2 separate regions of the Sus scrofa genome follow, and region 2 is linked to region 1. Evidence: chromatin contacts called from public HiChIP or PLAC-seq data. All regions are on one chromosome and are shown on one strand. Each heading gives the region's core, a stretch centred on a gene start, on an enhancer-like site or on the middle of the called end of the contact. The rest is flanking DNA. Distances are from core to core; before and after follow the strand shown.

Region 1 (4,460 bases), core at 1,623-4,122:
TTTAGGTGTTTTGGACAGGAGAGGGAAGAGAGGGATGACAAAGGTCGTGGTAAGAGCTAGCCACCACTCAGCATTTACATGGCAGCTGGTGATCCCTGTGACAGCCCTGTGGGGAGATGGACTTTTTTCATTTCATAGATGGGGAAAGTGAGGCAGATTCTGCTTCTAGTTCTTTTTTAGATAGCTCTGCTTGCAGAAAGATCATTTTATGCTTCCTATCACTTGACATAGGTACAAGGAAATGGTTTTTTGGTTATAACTCCACAGGTCTAGATTCCCTGAGATGACAGGAGAAGAGCAGATATTGGTCTGTAATTTAAAAACCTGCGTTGCTGTGGCTCTGGCATAGGCCGGCAGCTACAGCGCCGATTAGACCCCTAGCCTGGGAACCTCCATATGCTGCAGGAGCGGCCCAAGAAATGGCAAAAAGACCAAATAAATAAATAAATAAATAAATAAATAAAAACCTGCTCAGGGAGTTCCCACTGTGGCTCAGTGGGTTACCAACCCAACTAGTACTCAGGAGGACACAGGTTCCACCCCTGGCCTCGCGCAGAGGGTTAAGGATCCAGCGTTGCTGTGAGCTGTGGTGTAGGCCGGCAGCTGCAGCTCGGATTCAAACCCCTAGCCTGGGGACTTTTGTATGCCGCAGGTGTAGTCCTAAAAAGTAAAAGATAAAAAGAAAACATAAATTAAAAAAATAAAAACCAGCTCAGGAGAAAGGTAATGGCATCAAGACATTTAAGCACTCAGCTCTGACACGAACTCAACTTCTACTGAAGAGGTCTCTTGGCTGGATACATCATCAAGCTGTAATAGATTTTTGGTCTTTGAAAAATAGCTCCTGCCCTTGTTGTCACTACATGTTTTCACTGGGAAATAGGTCCCATGAGAAATGTTTGAAGGTGACAGTCCTTCTAAAACCTCCTTCTCAATAAGTGCTGGCTGAGTCTGAGAAATAAGGAAACAAAAGTGCACATGGAGGACACAGGATGTTCTCCTAGGTTTTGACACATCACATCTTTCAACACCAGCAACTCACCAGCAAACTGTAGAAGAATTCATGGACGAAGAGTCCCATGGCGCAGATCAGCAGATACAGCAGATGATAGAGGAACTCCACGTCTAGAACCATGGCTCGGTAGCCTCTGGTGAAGGTTCCACAGTTGCCCACAAAGCTCATCAGAAAAATAATTTTATTGCAGACCTGGCAATAATGACAGCAGTGGTCAGATAAGCACGGACTATGGGGAATCCCAGGCCCTCCGTGAGAGCTCAGGGCGATTTGCACTCCAGCATCTGCCAGCGCCTCTGGCCAAACTAAAGCTTCCTTTTTTTTGCAGCAAGTGCCCACCAAAAACACCAAGAACTGTTGTGCGGATCCAAGTCATTTCATTACTTTGCTTTTCAGGTATATTGCAAGTTGATGTGCTAGTCAAATAGCTTCATGTACAACAGTAATCAAGTGGCATTTGTACATGACAGAAACAAAATTAACACATACTGAAATTATGATTTTCAAGATGAGATATGAATCATTTCTAACATCCTTACATGAGTTAGTCAAACACAGAAGTCGCCTCCATCCATGAACCCTGCCATCAGCATGATGAAAAGTGTTTTCTGAATTTCTGTTGCGTTCTAGGCATTAGAGGGTTGCAACTGAATGAGAAGCAGCCAGTTCTTATCTTCTGTTGCTCCTAATTTCACAGGGAAAATGAGGATTTTCTTGGGAGGGAAAAAGTAAAGGACTTCGGGGTGAATTCTGATCCCCTGCCCCCTCTTCTGGGAATAGCTTCTAATTTTCCTCTTGGATCCCTCCTTTCCCATGTATCTGTCCCTGAGGTCTGGGTGGGGCTCCATTCTGGACAATATGAATACTGTATTCCCCTGACAAAGACTGGGTCAGGGATCAGCAATGAGTCAAGGATCTGCCTGTGACCAAATGGAGCCAATGACACCCACTGAGATCTTTCCTAGGATTGCAATGAAGACAATTTTGTTCTTTACCTCTGACCTTGAACCTGAAAGAAAGCGAACTCTAAAGCTGCTAGCTTCCATCCTGTGGTACCTCAGAGCCCTAGGGTACTACGGGTGCAGAGCCAAACAAGAGGACCTGAGCCCTGAGCCTGTCTGGGTCCCTGGATTCAGCCACGCCTGAAGCTAGGCTCTTGATTCTCAGTCATATGAACAAATACGTTTTTCTCCTTCACTTGAACTACTGTGGACTAAGTTTTCTGACCCCCATAACTGAAGGTTGGTCCATGTATAATACTGTCCCACCTTTGATAGAAACTCCATGCCTAGAAGTTTCTCTTTAGCAGTGTGTTGACAGAAAAACCCAAATCAAGAGAAAGCTCTTCGGCTGCACTTGGTAAAACCATCTCCTGCTACCCTTGCTAGCTTGGCCATGGTGCTGGGGAAATGCTGCCAGTTAATCTGGTGGGTCAGTGTAAGTGAGCTTCTCAGCAATCAGATAAGTGAGGAAGGCAACACCCATGGAGGAGGTTTGGTTTTCTCAGACAGGCTCAACTTTCAATCCACTGGTTCTTTTTTTTCCTAATATTCAAAACCTTGCCAGTGCAGGATCTTTCATAGGGTGAGAAAGCATTAGTGACTCTAAATGAACTGTGTTGCCAGGGTTTCCAAGAAACAATAACAAGGCCAGGCTCTGGTTGACCTTCCAGGACCTCAAACATGCCTGGGGCCCTATGGTCGTAACAGCAGAGCAATCGCTTCTCCTAAATTCACTCTCCCCTTTAACTTCTGCCTACTTGACTCCTCTGCTTCAGCAGCAGCTGTCTCCTAGTCATCAACTCAGTCTGCCGTCCCTACTTCCTGTGGACCCTGCTTGGCTTGTGTCCGGTCTGCCTTTAGGTCCTAGCTCTTTGGAGCAGCAGCTCTCCCCAAGTCCCTGGGGCCTCTCCAGGGCACACCCAGCAGTCTGGCCCTGCCCGTTCCCATCACCTGACCCCAGCTCCTGAAGCACCCTCCAGACCACTTTCCCCCCACATGGGGCTGCCAGGATACCAGCTCTCTCACATCTCCAACAGTCCTCCTTTGTGGGTCCATGGCTGCCCTTTCTTCTCCCACTGCCACAGGTGGGCATTCCTCTTACATTATTCCCTCTAAATAATTAATTATTGTTTCAGCTTCCTTCCACCCTCCCAGCTAACAATACTATAAACGGTAATTCATTATTCAAATTGAGTCTTTCTGCTAACTCGTTTATGTTAAAGAAGAGATAATGTGGAATGACTCGAATCCAGGGAAACAGAAGAAGCAGACAGCCCACTGAAGACAACTTAGAAATACTGAGTGTTTTTTTCCTTTCATTTATCTTTTTCTCCTTATTTCTTTCTTCAATAGTGACCTCTCACCACAGCTGAAGGCCGCATTTCCTTGTCAACACTGATGTCACGCGTGTCACTCTGGTCATGCATTTCCAAACACCAGGCCTAACAGTAACATCTTGCTTTGTCACTTCAAGCCCTGTAAGTCAACAATGTAAGTCTGTTTTCACCCTGAAAACCAGGTCTTGGTTGCATGACTTATTTTGGTTGGCTCTGTTCTTCTTCTCCCAGGCTTCTGGGACAATCAGGAGTAATACTTGCCTTCTTCACCACCCAGTCAACACAGTAATACCTTCCTTGCCTGGAGAAAGACACCCAGACCAAGCCTGCATTGCTTTCAGGTGGGAGGCTCAGAGGCTTTGCCCACTACGTGTCACTATTCCCCAGGAAGCTCTGACACGTGTACCTTCCTTTTTCTCTACTATGACCAAGACACAGGCTTGTCACATGGAATCAAAAGCTTGCTGGAGGCCCAAAGTGGTCCCTTCAGCACCCCCTTGCTGAATCCACCTAACATGCCACTACCAGGTGAGTTTTCTCAAGAACACCTCCCTGTATATACCAACACTTTGGTCAGAGTTTTCCAATCTGTATTCTACTCATGCCAAGTGATACTTTACAAAAAACTGTGGGCAAATGAGTTTGGGAACTACAAATACTCATTTTCCCTTTCTTGGAGATTCATAACCCAGATGTGTAGGTTGATGTCTCAGAAATCTAAAAACCTTTCATTTTGTTTAATTCAGCATTTCCTACAGGGATTTCACCAAGGAACCCCCTTTTCGCCTAAGATTTACCCACTAGGAACTCAATGACCTGGAGGATGAAGTTATCCTAAAATTTGGGCAGGGGTTACTTGTACAGAATGAGGCCCTACGTGTGACCACACATGGGAGTGAGGAGGCAAAACTCAACTGATGATGGTCTCCTGAGGGCGTGAGGCTTCCCTCACGGCTTTGGCCCATGGGGCCCACAGGAAAAGGCTCTTCTCAAGCCCTGCTTCCTGGCTCAACTGTTTCTGTTCTTTATGACGAAACATCTCCGCTGCCTCCTACCCTTCAACTTCTCAGCTTGTAGTGGTCTCTTCTCCTCTAACACCCTTGTTGC
Region 2 (4,408 bases), core at 1,890-4,389, 220 kb before region 1:
GCCACTTGGCACACCAACAGTATATATGGAGAGAGACCACATCACTCTGTGCCTGGAATGTTTGCTTATGTGTTTTTAAGGTACAAAGCATTTCTTATTCATCGTGGAAACCTCAGTGTCCAGCACTGTGCCTGGTATCCAGCTCAGAAACTCTTTGCTGAATTAAACAAAACCAGGAGTTCCCACTGTGTGGTTAAGGACCCAATATTGTCTCTGTGAGGATGCAGGTTTGATCCCTGGCCTCATTCAGTGGGTTAAAGACCAGGCATTGCCACAAGCTGTGACATCTGTGTCATAGGCCACAGCTGCAGCTCCTATTTGACTCCTAGCTTGGAAATTTCCATATGCCACAAGTTCAGCTGTACAAAGAAAAAAAAGAAAGGAATACCAAACCATTGATAATAACAACAGCAGTAGTGATAGCTACATTCTGTTGAGCGTTTATTCCAGGCACTGTGGCTAATTGCCTTACATATATTATTTTAGTTAACACACATCTCTGTAAGGTAGTGCTATTATTATCCCATTTTCTGGGTAAGGAAATTAGAGCTCCAAGAGATCAATTAACTCACCCAAGTCTGGTCAACCGAGAGAGAAAAGAACTAGGATCTGAGTTTAGCCCAGGTACAAAGCCCAAACCTTAATTACCATGCCTGAGCCCTCCCGCAGCACTAGGACCTGTATCCATTCTTTGAACAAATATTTGCAGAGCACCTACTTGTGCTGGCCCTGGACATAAAGTGACACACACACAAGCATAAGAATCACCTGGAGGGCATGTTTAAAATGCGGATTTCCTGGCTCTGGAGATTCTGATTCAACCTGTCTGGAGGTGGGCCCAGAATATGCATTTTCCTAAGGCCCTGGGCAGGGCTGACATTCAGCCAGTAGGCACTGGTGTGGTCCCACTGGTTGCTAAGACACTGACACATTTCTAAACCAGTTGGTAAATAGACATTGCTCCCAAAGGACTTGGGTGGAGCTGACCAACTGTTCTAGGACTGTCCCAGTTTCAACAATGGAATCCCACATCCTGGAAAGAGCAAGATGGTTGTTCACCTGCCATACCATTTACCCTGATCTTTCCCAGATATGCATGGTTCAGAAACCGCAGGGTCCATGGGTTGATGCCTGGCATAGGATGGGCTTCTCCCATCATAACTGCTGTCAGTTCTGATTAGTGGAGGTCCCTGCCCTTTCTGTCATTAAATATCTTGAATATCACCTCTGGCCCAAGTGATTCTTATGAAGGCAGCTGCAGATGGCTCTTCGAGGGACACAAGTCCAAGTGCCGGATACCAGAATAAGAACTGGGAAGACTTTTCAAAACATAACACTAAAAACATTTATGGGCCAGGCACCAGAAGAACATCACAAAAATTAACTCAAGGAATCCTCACTATAACTAATAAGCATATGCTACAGGTACCTACATTTTACAGATGAGAAAACTGAGGCCCGAAGAGATTGAACAACTTGCCCAAGATTGCATAGTAAGGGGAAGAAACAGGATTTGTTTCTTTATGTTGTTGTTTTCTTTTGTTTTTTGCCTTTTTGTCCTTTTTTAGGGCCTCACCCAAGGCATATGGAGGTTCCCAGGCTAGCCGTCGAATCGGAGCTATTGCTGCTGTCCTGTGCCACAGCCACAGCAACGCCAGATCCAAGTCGTGTCTGCTACCTATACCACAGTTCACGGCAACGCTGGATCCTTAACCCACTGATCGAGGCCAGGGATTGAACCCGAAACCTCATGGTTCCTAGTCTGATTCATTTCCCCCGCACCACTACGGGAACTCCAGAGACAGGCTTTGAATACTCCAGAGTCTGCATGGCTGGCAAGCCAAGGCAAAAATGCATGTCCAGCAAACCCAGGTCAAAGCCTTTGTTGTGGTCAAAGCCTTTGTTGTGGTCAAAGCCTCAGTTGCACACAACTGGCTCCACTACCTTGCTCTGAGCTCCCTGTATCTAGAGTTGAATCACTGACACACACACAAAAGCGACACTGAATCCTTCCTTCCACTAATTGCTCTCCCAGAAGCTGTTTTCAGTTCTCACAGCAGCTCTGCTCACACAGCAGCAAACTCTGAATATCAGTCACATTCAAGAGCAAGGGCTTGAAACATATATCAGAGGGAGAGAGAGGAACCGAGCCACAGCCTTCTTCTGGGAAGGCATGTGAGTTTTTCACGGGCGGGGCTGCTTTCAATGTGAACTTCTCCTCTTTGTTTCTGTGTCCACCTGTTACCAGACCAGATGGCCCCAGCTAGCCTTTTCTTTCACAGGCTCCAAATAAAACGCAACCCCATTCTGAGACCCAACTGCCTTCCACCCACTGACACTAACTCCCTCTTTACACAGGTGCTCTCAAAGGCTTTCAGTTAGACACCTACACAATCTGACGACTGGGGAGAGGAGGCCCGGAGTGGGTGCTTAGACTTTCACTGAGCCTTTCACTAAATCCTGAGTGGGCTCTCACTGCATACGAAGCATCACTCTAGGTTTGTGGATACAGAAGAAAGAGGCAGCAATGGTGGCTCCCCTTTATGGAGCTTACAGCTCACAGGCACACCAAAGCAGTTTCATTCATGGGCATTGAGACAGGAGAGGTGCCTTGATGGAGAAGTAAGTGCATCCTGGGGTGTTCAGCAGGTGACTCCCACCTCTTGGCAATCAGGAGGAGGCCCCCTCCAAGAAGTGGTGGATTAAAGCTGTCACCAGAAGGGAAATGCAGGTGCTGGTTCAAAATAGGGACCAAGAACAGGCATTAAAGCAAAGGGGACTGCATTTGCAAAAAAAAGCCTGAAACCTATAAGGAACAGTCAGTGTCGTGAGGGGCTGGAGACATCGAGAAGCTACAGGGTGAGACAGACATGCCAGGGCTGGTTGGCCTTAGTAAACCAGCTGGATGTTCCCTGGAGGCCAGGAAAGAATTTCTAGCAGCAAAATGACACTGTCAGATCTGCATTTTAAAGACCATTCTGGGTGCAGCTAATCAGTAGTGGAGGCAGAGCTGGGATTTGAATTCAGGGCTTTTGTCTCCCTGTCCTTTGTTCTCTTTCGCCAGCCTCGGAGCATGAGCCCTGGTCTCGGCATTTGTGTTTGAGGAACCCTGTTCTGTTTGTGTCCAAACCCTCTTAGCCACTTCCTCATCAGTGGTGAAGCATAGCTTGAAACGTAGGCCCAGATGCATGGCCTAAGCCCATTCTAGGTCTTATTCTAGATGTGTGCTCTTGGGAAAGTTAATGAACATCTTTGGGCCTCAGGTTCTCATCTGCAAAATGATAGTAAAGGTCCACCTCGGATCCTGAGATGATTTTAAAAGATAACACAAGTAATACATTATGAAATGCATGGTCTATGATCTATGACCTAACGTCAATACCCAATACACAGAAACTGTGTCACTGGAATGCCCTTTTACAAGAGGGAATTCAAAGACTTTGGCTGAAGTTTTCCATTTATGTTTTATTTTCTCCTCTTCTCTCTCTCTCTCTCTTTTTTTTTTTTTTTTTTTTTTTTTCCTGTTCATGTTGTCTCAAGGACTTCCAAGCTGGAAGTAACCAATGGTTTTGTTACCTTCAGTCCAGTAAGGCTCCTCCCTGCCCTGGCTATAGGAAGGACCACTAACATAGGCCTGGCTGGTCCTAGCACTCCATTCCCATCAAGGGATGGGCTATTGTTTTAAAGGGGCCAGTGATAATCCTTGCCTGAGATCAACACACAGAGGCTGTTAGGAGTTCTCTCTCCCGCAGCAGCAGCAGCCAGCCGTGTGCACCAGAGGCCAGGACGCAGGGAGGAATGAAGAGGGCAGGGCTGAGTATCAGATGAACAGAGCAAGCACTTGAACGACGTTGGGTTGCAGGTCCTAGTCCCTGAGGCCACGGTTGTCACAGCTCTTTTTTTACACTTCTGTGAACCACCTCCACAGCCCTGCAGATTTCTCCAGTCACCAATTCCCCAGCTTGCTTTAGCCCAGTTGAGAGGAGATTTAACACTTGCAAACCAAAAGAGTTCTGACAAACTGCACAGCTGCTGAGGTCACAGGCAACTCTGAATCATGGATGTAGAGCCCCAAAGTTCAAAGAGTCCTCAAAGGTCTTCCAGAAAAAAACAACAAATAACAAAAAAGAAACAACTTTGCTTTTAAGTAGTGAAGTCTTCTTTTCAAATATTTGGAAGTCCAAATATATAACATAGGTCAAAGGAGAAGTAGCCTTATCGCTGTGAGAGTGTGCAACCATCGACCCTGCTCACCAGCTCCCAATTCTAGCCACCTCGCCTGCATCCATCTCAAAGTCAATGTCTGACCCAACTTCCTACATTAGGAATCACCTCGACCACATCTTTGACACTTGGTCATTAAGCCCTAGTTGAACACATTCACAACAGGCAGCTGATGAAGCCACGA

The links. HiChIP or PLAC-seq counts read pairs in DNA pulled down with a chosen protein or histone mark.
Region 2: a contact with region 1 is called in an H3K27ac HiChIP or PLAC-seq map of alveolar macrophages. The contact joins two enhancer-like sites. A contact is called at or near these places in 1 of 5 promoter capture datasets (liver), 4 of 47 Hi-C or Micro-C datasets (alveolar macrophages, embryonic fibroblasts and skeletal muscle) and 2 of 2 datasets of contacts at active chromatin or transcription factors (alveolar macrophages and skeletal muscle).

Annotation. Positions count from the first base shown.
Region 1 is chr13:61,357,538-61,361,997 of Sscrofa11.1, reverse strand. It overlaps ITPR1 (inositol 1,4,5-trisphosphate receptor type 1), which reads right to left. Exons shown (of 59, transcript XM_021069282.1): 52 at 1,043-1,207. Among named protein-coding and RNA genes, the nearest start is that of BHLHE40, 170 kb to the left of the region's middle. Within about 2 kb of position 2,872, at least 8 of the 83 cell types and tissues checked have an H3K27ac peak or open chromatin away from gene starts, as enhancers often do. A contact at or near this core is called in alveolar macrophages, where this site is marked.
Region 2 is chr13:61,580,617-61,585,024 of Sscrofa11.1, reverse strand. No RefSeq gene overlaps it. Among named protein-coding and RNA genes, the nearest start is that of BHLHE40, 55 kb to the right of the region's middle. Within about 2 kb of position 3,139, at least 2 of the 83 cell types and tissues checked have an H3K27ac peak or open chromatin away from gene starts, as enhancers often do. A contact at or near this core is called in alveolar macrophages, where this site is marked.